2 separate regions of the Capsicum annuum genome follow, and region 2 is linked to region 1. The links are chromatin contacts, called in public Hi-C maps. All regions are on one chromosome and are shown on one strand. Each heading gives the region's core, a stretch centred on a gene start, on an enhancer-like site or on the middle of the called end of the contact. The rest is flanking DNA. Distances are from core to core; before and after follow the strand shown. Region 1 has its middle 24 kb from the start of LOC107856481. Region 2 has its middle 4.4 kb from the start of LOC107856758.

Evidence for each region. Hi-C and Micro-C count contacts between places; a contact is called where the count stands out from the background.
Region 2: a Hi-C map of placenta shows a contact between it and region 1, with 1.9 times the contacts expected there. The contact joins two enhancer-like sites. A contact is called at or near these places in 2 of 5 Hi-C or Micro-C datasets (leaf and placenta).

What each region holds. Positions count from the first base shown.
Region 1 is chr1:144,468,504-144,472,327 of UCD10Xv1.1, reverse strand. No RefSeq gene overlaps it. Among protein-coding and RNA genes, the nearest start is that of LOC107856481, 24 kb to the right of the region's middle. Within about 2 kb of position 1,922, at least 3 of the 5 cell types and tissues checked have an H3K27ac peak or open chromatin away from gene starts, as enhancers often do.
Region 2 is chr1:144,511,901-144,515,489 of UCD10Xv1.1, reverse strand. No RefSeq gene overlaps it. Among protein-coding and RNA genes, the nearest start is that of LOC107856758, 4.4 kb to the left of the region's middle. Within about 2 kb of position 1,604, at least 3 of the 5 cell types and tissues checked have an H3K27ac peak or open chromatin away from gene starts, as enhancers often do.

The DNA of each region.
Region 1 (3,824 bases), core at 673-3,172:
TAAACTTCTTGCACGAAACTTTATTAATTTTTCTGAAGTTCATTGTAGTAGTTGAATATGTGATTTCCTTTGACTTGTAGGAGGAAGAGATGAAGAGCAGAACTGGTCCCACTAGGCGTGCTAATTTGTTCGTAATAAATTTTCATTAACGCTGAAAATTAACTGCAAGCAAAAAATAAAATAAACAAAAAAATAATTTTATTTAAGGTAATTTTGCGGGTACAATTTCGTTATTATCTCGATTCTTCTCTCCTAAGTTTTTTCGTGATTCGAGGGCCTTTGCAGTGTGATTCTCGAATGTAGGATGATTTGAGTCTCCTAGAAATGTGTTTGGATCTCCAGGAATTATCTGACAACACTTCGTCTCGTCGAGTTGATCTCCGGGCAGAACTCCGTTAGTCAATTCGTTGAAGAGCTGTGTAGTCAATGCAGAAGTTTCCTCCAATGCTTACAGAATGTCCTCCTTTTTCTTTCTTTTAGAATGTTATGTTACCCCCTATTTATAGTTGTGGGGTAGGCCTTAGTTGCTTGTGATTGGCCAAAACATGTCACTTTGACACTTGACACCTTTTGACTGGTTGTTGAATTTGAATGAGATTTCCACATCATTTGTACATATGGCGGCATCTCATTGGTTTTGGATTTGATTTGGATACTACGTCACTTGATGAGTTTGGGCTTCAAAGTGAGATGGACCTTGATGAAGAATAAAATAGACTTATTATTATTATTTTTTAGCCCAAAATAAGTTTAAACCTAATAAATATAACTCAAATTCAAATTTTATATAAATTTGATCCAATAAATTTTATACGTCTACAACGTTGCTTCTCAATCTTTTCCACTACAGATGTAACACTTTGTTAGCATATGTATTTACGATAACTCCAAAATTTTTTGATTATAATTAAACAAATAGTCATCACTATCTATATTTTGTCTTGTTTTATAAAATTTAAAAACAATAATGAGAACTCATAGAAGCCAGTGCAATAGATTTGATAGTTATGAAAATGTCATATTCACTATCTTATTGATCAAAAGTAACAAAGGCACATGTGATCAGTGACTGATAATTGATAGTGTATTATATGTGGTGTAAGTAGAATAATGTAGCAAAATTTAATGCCGATTACCCACAAGAATAGTAGGTTTTGGTTTTGATCATGATGGATAACTCGATTAATAATTCTCCATGAATAGCTTTAACAAATACTTTTCCGTTTATCTTTACGTGTTCATTATATTAAATAAATTTTCACTTTTATTTATTTATTTTAACATATCAAGATAAAGATTAACGCTATTCATGTTTCATCCCGAACATTAGACTACTCATTTCAAATTATTTTTCAAGTCCACTAAGATTATACATCAATTTATATAAATATCATGATAAAATGCACTTCATTTGTTATTCTTCAAGTGATCGTTCGATATATGCGATAAGATGAACAAGGATATCATGTCATGGATTTGGATGTCTCATGTGATAATTTTATCCTACCTTCTATATAAGATAGTAATATCTTCACTTTAGTATAAATAGTGAGATAAAATAATTACAAAATTAGCTAATACCTCATACCAAATATTGCGTTATAATATTAATCTCAACTTTGAAATTACTATCTTTATCCCACGTATCAAACAATTCCTTAAATATATGCAAACTTAATTATGAATAAGTAAAAATTAACAAAAGAAATAAAACCAAAAATTTGGATCATAATAATACGAGCTTGAATCCTTGAACAAGCGGAGCAAAAACGTTTAAAGCAGAAAAAAAAGTCAATTTCAAAAGGAAAATCTAGAATTCTGGATGAAAGGGCAAATTCATGCGATTCTTGATTAGCCGACTAAGAGCGAATGAGGCGGGCAAGGAGAGCGACATTGCTATAGGTTCGATGCATCAATATCAATATATGTTCAATCTTTTTCTATAACTTAAGTAATTCTTCATTCGAGATGTCAATTGTATTATTAATAATCTCTTTATCCCTCTTGTAATTATACAACAATTTTATAACATTATAATAATCAATATGATATAATTAATGAAGTACTATTATTGAGTAAATTTGACTGATAGGATAAGATAAGGAGCAAACCAAAACAGGAATGCTAAGAAAATAGGAAGCAAAGAAAAGAAAAGGCCATGTTTATTTACATGTGAGTAATGGCCCCTTCCCATGTGCATTTATGTGTTCCTTCCAAAATATTTCCCCTTAATTCACAGCCTTACATCAATTCAGATTCATGACTTGGAGATTGGACCCTTCACTTTATCACTTTTTTTTTTTTTAATATAAATAACAGTAATTACATTCTCTCCCGTTTTTTAATTACTTTACTCTCTCTCCCTATTAATATACATAATATAACCGATATATACATAGCATTCTGTGTAAATATTGAAATTTTTGCAATATGTTTAGATAATTAAGATTTTTTGTAATATTGAAAAATAAGTTGTGTATTTGTGTAATTTTTATTTTTTTTTGGAAAGCCTTTTTCTCTTAAAAGTTGTGTGCCTTTGGGCCTACTTTTTGTCAGCTTATTACTCCCTATGTTCACTTTTATGAAAACAAAATATTTAATGTAAAAATTATAAGATAGTAATTTATTATTTTATTTTTATTATTAAGTATTACTATTTATTTTTTAATATTTAAATGACTTTTAATTATTAGATATAATATAATTAAATTATCATTTTATTTTTTATTTTTTTAATGAGTGTGTTAAGTTAGACATGAACAAATAAATATGAAGGGGCGAAATAATACATATGCTTCATTTAAGAATCAAATTCCTCTATGTCAAATTTCGGATTTTTCCATTTTAATTGATTTATTTTAGTCAATGATGAGAGGACAAGATTATTGCTTTTGGGGTTCACTTAGTTCAATAGGAAGAATAGTGACTTTCTTTTTTCTTTTGGCAGAAACTGAGTGTCAGCTCAATATATCATTTGGCAAGGTTAGTTTATCAATCTTTCGATTGATTACTTTAAATATTTGGGAAAGGATATGGACTGAAACACTTTAAAAAATTTAGGTCCACGTTTAGGTTTATGAACATTCTATGGTTAGTCTGTCTAAAATATTACTATCGTTCAATGGTTATTGGGCAATTTCAGACCTCCCCTCCCCTTTTGAGCCAATTCAGTCATTTTGACTGTTTTTTTTAATTTGGGTTATTTGGTCCTTCTTTTTAAATGTTTTAATTTCAATTAGATAATACTACAATTTATTTTTACAAAACTATATAAGATCCCTATCATTTTTATTAATTACTTAAATCCCCTTTTTCTTAAAATAATTGGATATATCCATAAATATATAAATTTTCGAATACATAATTTTAATTATGTATCTCCCTTTGATTTAATAATTTATTATGTATCTCGACGAAATATTTTCAGAAATGAATGTATTTCACTAATCAAAATTATGTATCTCATCTTCAAAATTATGTATCTGGATACTAATTATATATCCAAAAATTACAAAATAAGGAATTCTTTGTAATTTAGCAAAGGGTAGGGATAGGGAGTAATTAAGGATAAGTTTATTGGGATATATGTAAGTTTTTTTCTAAACTACAAATATTTTGACTAAAAAAAAGTTTGATTTTTTTTGTTTAAAAATAATAATTAAATACAATTATATTGAACTATCTAATTATTGCATAGAATATGTATTCATATAAGAAATATGTATGAAAATTAAATAGGATGCGTATAAGGATTGTATCAATATGGTATAAGGACAGTATCAATATGGTTATAGAGACTGTATCAATATGGTATGAGGATTGTA
Region 2 (3,589 bases), core at 355-2,854, 43 kb before region 1:
GTAAGAATAATTCCTATGTTTAATTTTTAGGTAAGTGTTGCACTAATTACATCCTTTGGAATGGCATGATAAATGTTGAAGTGAAGTTAACAATCTTTTTCCAAAGTTAACTTAGATGGACACAGTTGGAACTAAAAAGAATTTTCTAATAATGTAATCATCACTTGAGAAAAAATAAAGAGAAGATAACTATTTCCATGCCCTAACTCCACCACCGCCCAAACATTTTCTTTACTATTATTTTTTTTTAATTTTAATTTATGTGATGTAATTTGATTTGACATGAATTTAAATTAATATTTGATGATATTTGTGTGACTACATAAATTTTATAAATGAAATTTTTAAATAATTTTTTATTTTAAATATTAAATACATTGCATTATTTTAGAAACAAGACAATAAGAAATATAATACTTATTATAAATAAACAAATAATGTACTATATTATTTTTTACAAAGCATTTTCTACTTATTTTAAGAAGAATATAAATGTCAAATGTCATTATATAAAACAAGAAAAAAACTAGCGGGTACCACTTAGTAAGTAAATAAATGAAACCTGATAAATTTGTAATAGATGTTAATTGTAAATTTTTCAAAAAATATTTTAAAAATTATACGTTTAATGAAATAATAAAATCACATAAATTGAAACGGTAGATAAAGTCAATAATAAGAAATACTAATCAAACAATTAGTCAAAACAAGGAACGCTAGAGCGTAATTCGTAAGGTAAGGTGTGGGGGGCTTTTGCCTAGTGGATTTGGGAGGAAAGGGGACTTCATATGTTAATATGGCATTTGTATTCCACATACACTTTTTATGATCATTAGCTGTTTGAGAGGATTTACTATTTTTCTCTTTTTTATAATCTTTCAATTGATTTATATTTTACGTTACATTTTTTTAATCGTTTAAGAGAATAAACTTTTCGTGAGATTATAATTTTTGAACTAATTTATAGTATATGAAAGTTGGTGTTAAATATTCTCATAGAATGTGATAAGGTGGGATGTTTCAAAACTATATTTGATATTGGATTTATATTATATTTAATTAATGATATAATTTAATTTTGAGATAAATTTATATCATTAATTAAATATAATATAAATATGATAGTATGATAGTAAACTAAAATTTGAGATAGGCTATCTTATCCCGACGAGCCCTAATACTCTCGTGGAAGGGGAAAAATATTTCTTTTTTTTTTTTTTCTCATTCGGTATTCGGTACGCACATTGAAATCCGACTAATTTGAATTCGAATCGCGTAGGGTTTCATTCAGGGGGAAGCGCTCCCTATCAAGAATTTTTTTATACCCAAGACTCGAACCCGAGACCTCTGATTAAGGAAGGAGCAGTCTCATCCAGTGCATCACATCCTTTGCTAGTGGAAAAATATTTTATTTCGAGCAATTTTAATTTATTATTCATTTTTTTTTGACATAAAATGGTACTACTACTATTCAAAATTCAAAAAAAAAGGTGTAGTTAAAAAGGCCAAGGAAATGACAGTGAAATAGGATAATGACTAACCCCGGGGAATGGTGTCGTGTAATGAATTGGCCAGCTGGGCAATAAATAAACATATACTAGTTTATGTGGAAAAAGCAACATGTGACCTGCTGCCTTTGCATCCTTTGACAGCCTGTTTCTCTCTATTCTATTCTACTACTATCCTCTTTTGCTTTCTCTTCATAAAGCAACCCCATTATCAGCCTAATATAGCCTTGAACACCTACTTGTGTGTAGTTTTCAAATATAATACTCCCTTCTTTTGAATTTATCTGTTCGATTTTAATTTGACAATGTTTAAGAAAGAAATAAAATAATTCAACAACTTGTAGTCTTAGTTAGACGAAGGGGTCCTTCGAATAGCTGGTAAAATTATTGCTATAAGATTAAGAGGTTACAAGTTCAAGTCGTGAAGATATTTCTGAATGACTTATAAGACAAGACTCCACACAATAAGCTTTTATGATTCGTTTTTTTTTAAACCCAACGTATAGTAGCAGCTTTAATGCATAGAACTGTCTTTCTAATTTTTAAGATATATAAAATATATCGAACGTTCTTTAATATTATGATATTAAATACTCCCTCCTTCTCAAATTGAGATGACATATTGATTAAGAAAAATATTAATAACATGGCTAGTTTATTATAGTGTCCCTATTAAATGATGTTTATATTTTAATTTAAAGAAAAGGTAATTAATGCAAAGGGTAAAACATGAAAAAAAAAAATTATCTGTTCTTGATTAATGAAAAAATATAAATAAAATAAGAAATTAAATTAAAAAATTTTGGACGGAGAGAGTATATTCTATGAAATGTGAGAAATACTTGACACATTTTTGTTCGGCATACTAAAAAGATAGTTGAAAGAGGGGGATTGATAAAGTGGTAATCCTATGCCAGCTAGACAGTACAGTATATTACACGCTGGCATTTGGGCCATGGTGTACGAAAGTGACCTTTCAACATCCTTGCCACGTAGGAAAAAGACCAATGCATTTGGCTTTCCTATATTAAGGGTCCCTTTCTGCACAGAGTTGTCTTTCTTTTAGGGTGCACTGCAGGAGATAAAGAGGCTTATTTACTGACTTCTTTCCTTTAAATTATCCTACAATTTCAAGAATAAAAGGCACTGCAGGAAATGAGATCATATTTAGGGACTTATTAAGTGTCTTTGCTTAATGTAGGACAAATTAGTCCCTTGAGACCAACAACAAGTGTTTATAAAAGTGGACCTTACTCTCTCTATTATTCAAACAAACACAACTCTAAAAACCAATTACTTTCAGAGTTGGCTATGTTTGAAATAGTAGTTTTTTGACCAAGTATTCTCGAAAGTCAAAAATGCTTATTTTAAGAAAAAAAAAAAAGTGGTGTTTGATCTTGTTTTTACAATAAATAAAAATGAAGTATTTTTGAGTGGTAATGGAAACGATTTTTTAGAAGCTGAAAAATAATATACTCCAGTAGTTTTTTCATAAGCATTTTAAAATTTTGGCCGAGAACAAATTCCTGCTTTAAAGTACTATTTATTAATGATTGTTGAAATTGGAATGATTACTCAAATAGAGATTATTATTCCTGAAAAGTATAGTAAATTATAGAACTTTGACCAAACAAATTAATAGTATTAATATCATTTCCAAAAACCAAGCGTATCCTTCTTGGCAAGGGTGTAATATGTAAGGTTGGTTCGATTTTTATTAAAAAAAAATACACCAATCATGTCGGTTTATTAAAATTATAAATTAAATCAAATTAATATAAAATTGATTTTTTTGGTTTAGGTTTTAGTTGTTTTTATTTCGTTTTTTTTTTATAATATTTAGTTTTTATAATTATATCGTGATCGAAGACTAGATCAAATATGTTTTCACTCATGTGCTAATGAAAAATCATAATTATGAAAAAATGAGGAGCGAAAAACTCTCTTAAAACTAAAAAGTGAGATGAAGAGTGAAAAATTTAGATTTTAAGTTTATATTGGGTTTTGGATCATTTAATTAGCAATTAATGAACAAATATTACAACTTAAAGGCTCAAATCTAAATATATATCTACATCTAC